4 separate regions of the Gossypium hirsutum genome follow, and all the other regions are linked to region 2. A link is a contact called in public Hi-C data. All regions are on one chromosome and are shown on one strand. The core of a region is the stretch at or near the end of the contact, and the rest is flanking DNA. Distances in the headings are between cores, read along the strand shown. Region 1 holds the start of LOC107886143 (malate dehydrogenase, chloroplastic). Region 2 holds the start of LOC107948596. Region 3 has its middle 20 kb from the start of LOC107886147. Region 4 holds the start of LOC107897682 (geranylgeranyl diphosphate reductase, chloroplastic).

Evidence for each region. A called contact is a pair of places that touch in the nucleus more often than the background predicts.
Region 1: a Hi-C map of leaf shows a contact between it and region 2, with 1.7 times the contacts expected there. The contact joins the promoter of LOC107886143 here to the promoter of LOC107948596 in region 2. A contact is called at or near these places in 2 of 34 Hi-C or Micro-C datasets (leaf and seedling).
Region 3: a contact with region 2 is called in a Hi-C map of leaf, with 2.4 times the contacts expected there. The contact joins the enhancer-like site here to the promoter of LOC107948596 in region 2. A contact is called at or near these places in 3 of 34 Hi-C or Micro-C datasets (all in leaf).
Region 4: a contact with region 2 is called in a Hi-C map of leaf, with 1.9 times the contacts expected there. The contact joins the promoter of LOC107897682 here to the promoter of LOC107948596 in region 2. A contact is called at or near these places in 3 of 34 Hi-C or Micro-C datasets (all in leaf).

Annotation. Positions count from the first base shown.
Region 1 is chrA03:18,019,129-18,021,957 of Gossypium_hirsutum_v2.1, forward strand. LOC107886143 (malate dehydrogenase, chloroplastic) reads right to left here and starts at 1,459. Exons shown (of 2, transcript XM_041096753.1): 1 at 1,018-1,459.
Region 2 is chrA03:18,626,731-18,629,543 of Gossypium_hirsutum_v2.1, forward strand. It overlaps LOC107948596, which reads left to right and starts at 1,529. Exons shown (of 20, transcript XM_016883210.2): 1 at 1,529-1,787; 2 at 1,902-1,971; 3 at 2,211-2,253. The coding sequence starts at 1,667.
Region 3 is chrA03:18,082,377-18,085,155 of Gossypium_hirsutum_v2.1, forward strand. No RefSeq gene overlaps it. Among protein-coding and RNA genes, the nearest start is that of LOC107886147, 20 kb to the right of the region's middle. Within about 2 kb of position 1,360, at least 9 of the 9 cell types and tissues checked have an H3K27ac peak or open chromatin away from gene starts, as enhancers often do. A contact at or near this core is called in leaf, where this site is marked.
Region 4 is chrA03:18,061,352-18,064,051 of Gossypium_hirsutum_v2.1, forward strand. It overlaps LOC107897682 (geranylgeranyl diphosphate reductase, chloroplastic), which reads right to left and starts at 1,369. Exons shown (of 2, transcript XM_016823212.2): 1 at 515-1,369. The coding sequence starts at 1,201.

The sequences.
Region 1 (2,829 bases), core at 209-2,708, 610 kb before region 2:
AAACTAGCAAGAAGCAAATGTCACATACAAACAAATAGTTGCCAAAGAAATAAACATGAATTGTGGTTCCAAGACATGCTTGCATCCAAAAATATAGAAACCATCAAAGCAAGCATCTATTTCTATCTTAATAATAATGAACGAACATTAAAAAGAACTAAAAGCAAAAGGAACCGATAGATCTATCAATCCTTTCAATCATAGCCAGAAAACAATAGCAAGGGACTTATTCTATGAAACCAAACGTATCAATTTTGTATTCATTATACAAAATCCTGGTCAGAAAATTAGCTCCTATAACCGAATAGAAAAATGCCGAGATCCCACTTCTTTCAAAGCACACGTCTAGTCAATAACAAATTACAATTTTATTCAAAAAGGCAAATCAGGTTTCTTCTATTTAAAATTGGACGCCATATCTGGTTAACTTGGTGTGAGTTACCATATTCCTTCCATTAATCACATTCTCAACATTAGTTTCACAAACTTGAAATAAATAATCATGTGAACGGCATCAAATATCCCTTATGGATAATCCCCAAATTGAATGTTGATTTCAGGAATTTCAATATTCAGGAACCCCTTTTCACAAATCATTGAAAATAATAACCGGGTTTATCTTCAAACAATTCCTCCAAAGCATCAAAAGATGAGTTCATCTCTTCTCCCAAACATTTAACTCAAGGCAACATAAGAAAAATCCAGAAACACAATGCCCAACATTTCAAGAGATACCCAACCAGAACACTATGTTTCCAAATTCCAAGCTCGAAAAAATGAAAGAAATGTCAATGAAATAAAGAAACCGATAGTATAGATCTAATCAATATTGCATCTTAGAAGAAAGCAATAAAATGACTATCAGAGACAAGCAAACAGAGCAAACCCAGATAATGGTTCGGATTAATAAACAAAACCCAAATTATATTTGGACAAAGAAACAAACCCCATAGCTTAGAATTCAAGAATTACAACTGGAAATAAAGATCAGAAACTAGTTAAGAAAAGGAAACAAACCTTTGAGATCTGAAATGGGGGGGAGAGAGAGAGATGGAGAGAGAGCACGCTTAACTTAAGGGAAGCAAAGTGATATGTAAGAAAAAAAATAGGCTTTTTAATTCGGCTTTTGGTATTTATAGGAGAAACTGGACCAATAAACTTCGAACAAGGCACCAAAATTTTGGACTTTCACCTACTCTTTCTGGCCTGGAGTTACAATTATATTTTTGAGTGTGTACCGAATACACCGCCGCTACCTGGAAAGAATCTACCAAAAAGTGTTTGATTTTGTTTTAGATTATTTCAAGTTTTTGTTGGCTTGCCAAGAAGAAATTGTGGCCGATGGTTGAATGGATGGTTTCTACTTTCTACAGCTAAGATTTGCTTGCCTTTTCCGACCCTTTTTAATTCCTCTTTCTTTCCTTTTTTCCTTTTTTTTTCTCTTTAATCAAAGTATTTTGTTTTTCCTTTTCACAGAAATGATAAATAAATAATAGAGGTGACGTATTAATGATTTTTTTACTAAATTATAAAAAATTATAAAATGATGATCTAATTATTAATAAATTCTTTTATCACCTAAATATAAAAAATTATAAAATAATTACTTAACTATTTAATTTTATATATTTTTTAGTTTGACTAACATAAAAACAAAAACTCCGATAAACTCAAGATAATTTGAGCAACCAAAAAAAAAACATAATTAGATGACTACTAATTAATTTACCGAAAAAAACTTCTAAAATTTAATGTAAAAATTAAGAATTAATTACACTAAACATCCCTAAATTATGACCCTCATTTTAAATTGATCTCTAAGGTTTAAAACATTCTAATTACATGCTCAACTATCGGTGTTATATCAATCAAGTCATTTCATTATTAATATCGCTAATTTAACCATTAAATAAAACATTAAATCTTATATGACAATTTAAAATAATTTTTTTAAAAAAATAAAATATTGTCTCACAACTTTTAAAATTAAAAACTAAAATAAAATAAAATTGAAGAAAGAGAGAGTGAAGGAAAAAGTTTCTTTAAAAATTTTAAAAATCTCAAATCCAAGATTTTTGCAATATTCATTTTTATTTTAAATTATGACAGATGAGTCTATTTAACGGTTAAAATGACAATTTTAATAACGAAAGGATCTTACTAATATAACATCAATAGTTTAGGAAGTAATTAGGGTGTTTTAAAGTTTAGGGATTAATTTAAAATAAGAATCATAACTTGGGATGTTTGGTATAATTAACTAAAAATTAAAGTATAATTCAGGGAACAATTTACTAATAAAGCATTTTCTTTTTTGCTAGATATTTTGGTTACTTTTTATTTTGTTCATTTTATTCGACAACTTGTAATAATAATTTCTTATGGTTTCCTCTTTTTTATTTATTGAAAACATATAGTAAAACATATTAAATTTGGAGGATTCATCGTAAAAAATAAGTTAATTTTACACATTTACATAATTTTTTTTGTAAAATTAATATTTTAATAATTTAAAAGGTTATTATGTTAATTTGCCACTACTTTAGACGTAATATTTTACTTTCATTGATATGTATGAATTAAAAGTAAATTTACCGCTATGTTTTTACTTTACATTGATTTTTGTCTTTTTACTTTTATTTGATTGAATTTTCTGGCTAAAATTATTTTTTTTTGTTGTGTTTTGCTATTCAATTTCAAAAAATTTGAAGACAAAACTTAATAAAAATATTTTTTATATATTATTTTAATTTTTGACATTAACAAGGTAATTAAAATAATATTAAAATTAATAAAATGGTTATTGTAACAGCTCGATTTTGGGCCTAG
Region 2 (2,813 bases), core at 279-2,778:
CCTTCTCTATTCATTAAGAATAGCTATTCAACGTCAACACGGAATAGAAAATTTTTGTTTTAGTCAATTTTACCTAGTATATTTTTTCAAACCCACTTTCAGACATTTTCAAAAGCTTCAAAAATAAATTGCAGAACTCATTTCTGTTTCCATCTTGCTTTTACTTTAATCTTACTCCTCATTCTCTTCTACTCTCCATCAATTTCTAGAACATAATAAGAAAGAATAAAAATTCTTTTCTCAACACTTTCAACTCTTGACCAATTTCCAGAAGATAAAAAAAATTAAAACTAAAACTCGTTTCTTAATAATAGATCTGTAAAATTCTCTTCTACTCTCCATCAATTTCTAGAATATAACAAGAAAGAATAAAGATTTATTTCTCAATAGTTTCAACTCTCAATCAATTTCTAGAAGATAACAGAAAAACTAAAACTAAAACCCATTTTTTAATAATAGATCTATAAAATGTGATTTGGAGAGGGAAGCTTTCTTACTCATTTTTCTTACATATAACAGATAAATAAAGGGAAAAAGCAAGAAGATAAAAAAAGAATAAGCTTAAATTAGTGGCTTTTGGAGCAAGTGAAATAGTGGACAATGGCGCCACCGGTGGTGGACTGTCAGTAATTGATTCCATTTCATGTTAAGAGAAAAGATTAGATGAAGAAGATGAGTGGTTAAGAGTGATGATGAAGAAGATGAGAAGAGAAAAGATTAGATGAAGAAGATGAGAGAGAGGGACAATAAAAAAAAGATTAAATTTTTTATAATTAGGTGGGTGTTAAATCAATTTTAAAAATAATTTTTTTAAATATAAATACATGAATTTTTATATAGTACCATATACAAAATACCCAAAAGAAATTTTCAACAAATTAATATTTGAAATATAATTTATAAAAATATCTCTTGATATTAATTTTTACCATAATATTCTTATTTTATTTGTAAATATAATTAATTTAGATATGCAAAATATGTATCAATAAAATAAATAAATAATAATTTATCTAGTTTAAGGGTTATAATATGTATTAATTCATATTTTAGGTAAAATTTTACTAAAAATTATATTAAGAATGTTATTAAATTATATAATTTTATTTTTATTTAATTATATTTAGTAATAATTATATTAAAACATGATTAAATTATTTATTATTTTAATTATAATCTTAATAAAATTTAATAACGATAATTATGTACTTAAAAAAATCTATTAAAGGTACTCTAGTTATTTTTGCCTATTTTCTTATATTATTACAATATCATTTCATTGAATCAAATATAAAAATATCATTATAATTTTATTCCATTTCATTCAATCAAACAACTAAATTACTAATTATAACTCTATTCTTTCGTAATTCTATTGCATTAGAGCCAACCAGAGTTCACTTATTTTGGTTTAATGTATAAGAAATCTGCTTTAATCAGAATCTTTATCCTAGCCAATGATCTTACGCCACGCGTTTAATTTCACGTGCCGCTTAGATACTGCAGTTTACATAATTGTAATCGACGACTAAAAGAATTTGCTTTTTGTACTTCACTTTTTTCCTTTGTCGCTTTGGCACTTCAAACATTCAAAACTCGCTTGCTCGGCAGTGATCTCTCAGTCTCTCTCTGAAGAAACCAGAGGAATCATCGGCGAAATCGAGCGATGGCCGGAGATTCTGCGACGAAAATCAAAGCCTATGCGGTGCCTGCGGTTCTATTCTCTCTTTCCATGTTATATCAGCTCGTTCTTCTCCCTCGTGCCTTTCCCCCTTCTCATTACGATGGTGAGTCCCAACTGTGTATATATATTCGTATTTTTATCAGTATATTGGACTTTGTTGCTGGAATTTTTTGGTTTAAGAAGTATAGTGATTTTTAACTTATTAAATGAGTGGTAGTTTTGGGATTAAAGACATATTGTTCAATGGAAGAAGTGAAAGAGGCGTACGAGAATCTTGAATCCAAATGGTAATTCTTCAATTTCTTTCTACTTAAATTTTTACAATCTTTTTTTAGATTGAAAGAAAAGATTGAAGAGGTTAACATATTGATTATCTCAAAATAAATAAATATGAAATATAATATATTATGACGTTTCAAAATATATGAATATCACACGGATATACGAATTGCCAGGCTTTGATTAATTTGTTGGTTTTCGGACTTTACCATTTCTTGTTCGCATGTCTTCAATCGTATTGTTTCAGGAATTCAGGACTGGAAATTCCTACTACCACTGAATTTATCAAGGTCGGTTAGTTAAACTTCTTTCTTCAATTTTATTTACTTATTTGTTTTCTTTGTTTCTGCAAAAAAAAAAAAAGAATAAGAAGAAGTTAATTCTGTTTTTTAGCAATTTATTGCTCCTAGCATTTTGAATTATTAATAGTTACGTTACTTTCTTTGCTGCCTCACTACTTGCATTTTGCTTGCGGAAGTACAAAAGAAAAAAAATTGCATATCATACATGAGTAAATACTAATATTTCTGAAGAATTTAGAGGATGTACTCCATCGGTTTACAACCATTATGCTAGAATTAATGTAGCTTCTTTGCCATTTGGTAAATTTTAATCAATTACCATCAACTATGATTTATTTTCAACCATTTGTTTTTAAGTAACTTTTTCTAAGACACAGAAAGCAAGCAGAAAAAGCAACAATCGCATGTAGTTTTAACATTGCTCCTCCATGATTAGATGAAGTCACATTTAGCCTTAGCTAAATGAACATCGTAGGCCATTATTGAAGATGCTGAGGTCAAATTATATAGTAATTCCATGAGTATATGGTGTTTATCATCTTGTTGCA
Region 3 (2,779 bases), core at 110-2,609, 540 kb before region 2:
ATATAAAGAAAACTACGTGTATAAAATACATGAATTTAATAATATATATAAATATAGATTAAACATAGGTGTCAATAAAAATATATATAATAATTAAATATATATATTATGTAGGACTATATAATAAAATACAAGGATAAGTTTAAGAAATCATATACATAAAAATAATATAAGGCTGATGATAAAAATATATATGTGAAATAAAATCAACTTTAATACAAAGTATAAATATATGTATAATAACGTATAAAAAATATTTACCAAAGTGATAAAGAAAGAAATCAAACCATTAAATAACTTATAATAAGTAAACAAGGATAAAAAAAAGTTGAACGTGTCTTAAAAATGATAATAAGCCATAAAATGAATAAATACAAAGGACCTAATTAAAATAAAATCGGAAATAAAAGAGACAAATTATAAACAAAATCAACTGGCAAAATAACAAAGGGGATCGGCGTGCAACACCTGTGAATGCGCAGGGACCAAGTCTGGAAATAACCCAGACCCCCAAAACACAACGCTGAAGTTCAGATCAAAGTGCAAACGCACGCAAAATTACAGGGAAATTTAAAAGAAAGAAAGAACTGCGAATATAGGCTGATTCGAATGCCGCGCGAAAGGGGAAGGACCTATACGGAAAATATCCCTTACCGCTAAAACACGCGGGTCATCGGGGCAAATAACCGGGTCGGGTCGATAAGCCTATACGACGCCGTTTTGAGGCCATGGTAGTAAGCCTCAAACGACGTCGTTTCTACACACATAAAAACCCCCTTTTTATGCCAGATTTTCATTCCTCCAAACCCTAGCCCCTCTTATCTCCCTCTCGTCTGATCCTAGAACTCCCCCTTTAGTGCCGATCTGCGACTATCAGCAGAGACGAACAACCTCGGGTTCCAAAGGACGACCATTTCGGCCGTGGGATCCCTTCTAAACCCCGATTTCAACGAAATGAAGGGGAAACGATGGCCAACTCGCAGGGTAAACCTCTCTTTCGCTTTCTTTTTTTGTTTTTGAGATATATTTTGAAGTAAAAAAGAAAATAGAGGCGTAAAAATAAAAACAGGGAACAACCTTTGAAGAATATTCAACTTCTTTGTATTTGATTGCTATTGTGTATATTCTCTATTTTTGCATTTTTTGTTGTGTATTTGCGCGTCAATGTCTCCCTTTACAAGATTAAAATCTGGCTTTTTATAGCCGAAAAGAAAGAGGAAGAATTCGAAATAAAATACAATGTTTTTCTCTTGTTTGCACTTGCTGTTGGTTTCCTTGTCTGTTTGCAGGTGTGCGGGTACGGGGCCAGCTGGCATTTGGCGTGGAGGTGTACGGAGGCGCTAGAGATTGTTGAGGTTGCTGCGGCGCAAGGGAGAGAACCCTAGGGTTCTTCCTGTTCTAAAATCTTTGGGCCATTTGGGCCGGTGTAATTTTGGTGTTGGGCCAAGGCATTGGTTTGGGTATTGGGTTAGGGTATAAGTTTGGGCATTGGGTCACTGTAATTGGACTTAGGTATTGGGCTGTAAATAGAATATTAATGGACTGTTTTGTTTATTCTTTTTTCTTGGTTTATTTTGGGTTTCAAAAGGGACCGGGCAAATTGGCCTATCTACAATAAATAAATAAATAGACCTAAATTTACTTAAATTTTCACATGTAATTTAGATAGGTGAAAGCACAAAGATCCTTGCTATGATCTTTAACTTGTTAGTGACATCTTTTACCATGCACCAAATCTTTGATCTTTATCTCAAAAGCTTCAATTTTTTTAGACAAAGAAAAAAAATTATATCTGAAGATTTTGATCCTAAACTTCTTTTTACTTTTTAGCCTTTTAATTTATTTCAAAATCAAAATTTATTAAGTCATGATGATGATACGCAGCAATAAATAGACAAAAGACAATGAAAGAACAAAAGAAATATAAACAAAAAATAACAAGGTCATAAAAAAAAACCAAGGAAAATGAGGATACATAGCAAAAAATAAAAAAAATAAATCACAAATACAATAGAAGAGATGAGTTTAACGAAAAGAAGATGAGAAAAAGAAGAGGAGGGAGAATAGAAAGAAAAAAAAATGGAAGAAAGAAAAATTAGAGAAAATAAATAAATAGGAAACAACAACAAAGTTAGAGAAAATAAATAAATAGGAAACAACAACATTTCATTAAATTTATCGAGGGATTAATTAAATCAATCTATTTAATTAATAAAAGTTACCAAATTAACAATTTTTTAAATTATAAAAATAGAAATAACTTAAATTTAAAGTGGTTAATAGGGTAGTTTATCATAATAATAATTTCGGAGGCAAATAAACTATAAAAATCTATAAAAATATGACATAAGTATTCTTAGTTTTTGTAAATTTAGAATTTAATCATTATATTATTATTTTTAAGAATTTAGCTTTATTAGATTTTGAAATTCAGGTTCAATTATTAAAACTGTTCAAATTATTTTTCATCCAAACAATTAGAAAGTTTAGAAAGTTTAGGAAAAAATTAGAAAAATTTACATTGCAGGGGTCACACAGTCGTGTAACATTCGAAATAGGGACACACGGTCATGTCCCAGCTCGTGTCCGTGCCTGTGTAACTCACTGACTTGGATCATATGACCAAGCCACACGCTCGTGTGCCAGGCCATGTGCTAGGCCATGCAACTTTCGAAAAGTAACCATTAACAACCTACAAGGGACACACGACCATATCGCCTAGCTATGTGTCACACACAGTTGAGACACATGCTCGTGTCTAAGGCTGTGTTGACAAGAA
Region 4 (2,700 bases), core at 119-2,618, 570 kb before region 2:
AATAAAAAGGACCAATTAGTGTTCGTCGCTTGACCGGTTAACCCTATAGATTACTTCCTTTCTATAAATTTAGTGCATATATTTAACTCTATAAACTATTGTCTTTCTATAAATTTAGTGGAAAAGAAACACTTCCACAAAAAGGATGAGCCCCACAATGAATATTTTGAGCTAAACCATGCATTGAATAAGAACCTGAGATCTTGTTTAAGGGGACATTGAGCTCTTTACCAACACTCAACCAACAAACATCAAATAATAGTACTACATTAATAAGCATACTTAAGCATCCCAATGGTAAAGAGAAGCCTTTGCTACTGTTAGATTTCAAGTTTAAATCCCCAACTTATATGTGAAAGGGTGTTCAATTATGATCCTAATTTCTACTTATTCATACATGGATTCTCGGGAAAAATAAGCAAATCAACAACAAATAACTCGAAAATGGGTAAAAATATTTGTAAAAGAAAATTGAAATCTGTCTCAGAACAATATATATTACATATGCATGTACCTGAAATGCAATGGCGTAATCATAATCGCCAGCATTAATGGCTTTAGCAACACGAGAGTTAGCGCCATCAGCTCCAATCACAGCATCGACTTCCAAAGTGGCTTTGGCTCCCATAGCTCCTTTCTTCCCATCATACTCGGTGTAATGCAAAACATAGGGTTCTTCCCAATGTTTAGGCATATCCATCTTTAAGAACAGCCCATTTATAACGTTAGCTCCATTCTCCTTAGCTCTGTCTCTCAAGTAAGCGTCCAGTACTTCTCTTCTCACCATCCCAATGTATTCATGTGGTTTCAACGTTTGCCCGATGTCGACGGCAATGTTGGAGGGCGAAATCATCTTCATCTTGGTGACTCGCCGGTCGATGATATCCAAAGGCAAGTCAAATTCACCCACCATGCAAAGCGGGATGGCTCCGCCGCAAGGTTTGCAGTTGTCCAGTTTTCGTTCGATTAGGAACGTTTCTATGCCAGCCTTCGCGAGAGTTTCGGCGGCTGAGCCTCCTGCCGGACCACCCCCTATGATGGCTACCCTGAGGTTGCGGTTGCTTAGTTTTGGAGAAGTTTTGGCGGCTGACACATGGAATTTGACAGCAGGTTTGGAAAGGGTGGTGGTAGTGGAAGTGGGGCTGTGGACGGCGGAGCTATGGCGGAGGCCGTGGAAGGGCTTGAAAGCAATGGAGCTCATTTTTGAGAAATGTCAGAACTGAGGAAATGAAATCTTCAGTGGGAGTGTATTTGTTTTTGTAATAAAAAGGTGGATATGGTTGGGGATATGAGAAGGAAGTGACCGTTGGATTTGGAAAATAGACGGTGGAGATTGGGTTGTGGATATTAAGAGATAGATTTCGAGTTTTGTGCAGAAATTGCAGTTGAGAGTTGAGATTCGATGTATTCTATGGTTAGCTTTGTGCCACGTCATGCACTCTTTTTCTGGTAAATACGTCCGTTACCTTTCTGCATGCACCTCTATTTTAAATATAATATAAAGTGTGAAAATAACATAAGATATTTTTGGTAGGCATTTATCACTCTATTTTTTTCTGGTTCAGATCATAAAATCATTATCTTTTAAATAGGATTTAAAGTTTTATGCTTTTCAATTAATTTTTTTTTAAATTATTTAATTGTTGATTTAATCGAATTTTTAATAAGTTTAACTGTTATGTGTAAATTCATAATCTAATTTATTTAAAATTACTTTTCGAATCAATACCTTAATCGATTTTTGATCCAATCGATATTTAATTCGATTAAAATTTTAAATCACAAATATAATAGTTATAAGATTATATTTGACCACTTAAATTTTTAACGTTGTGTTATCATTTTATCCACAATACATAAAAGGATAGATGATGAATATATCAAATATTAACCTACAATTATATATTGTCAAACAGTTTAAATATATGTGAATCTATTTATTTTATATATTTTTATACATTATAATATATTAATTTTTTAAAATTTAATAAATTGTTTGTATCTTAGTTTTATATTGTTTTTAAAATTATTAAATTTAGATTTAATTAAAGCACTTTTCCAAACTTATTTATTTGATTTTAGTAAATCTTGTAAAATTAAGAAGCCAAACATACGTGGGAAAATTAGGGATATATGTTAAACTTAAAACAAAATTAGGGATTTAGGTCATTTTAATAAAAAAAAATTAGAATAATAAGTCGATTTTGGAAAGAAAAGGCAAAAACGCAACCTATATGACACATTTTCAGGTGACGTGGCATTAGGATAGGACAAAAACGCGTTCTATAAGATGTGCTTTCACCAGAATATGAAAGCCCTCTAAAGGTAGTAAATAATATTTATTTATAAGGAGAAATAGAAGAATCCTAGTTAAATAAAAATAGCACAAATAATGTTTATTTAATAGAAAATACTCTCCTACTCTAACACTTGATAATTTAATCCAACCCAATATTTATTTATTATTTCTCAAAATAAATATTATTTTATTTAATTAATTTCATTAATCAAATTAACTAAATTAGTTTTCCAATTAAATAATTTTCTCAACCTCATTCTAATCCAGTTAAAGTCATTACTACTAACCATGACGGTTTTATCGTAAAAAAATCTATGAGGAAATATATTTAATTTTCATACTTAATGCATGCATTTATAAGAACTAATTAATTTAATTCTATTTTCAAAATTCAATTATAA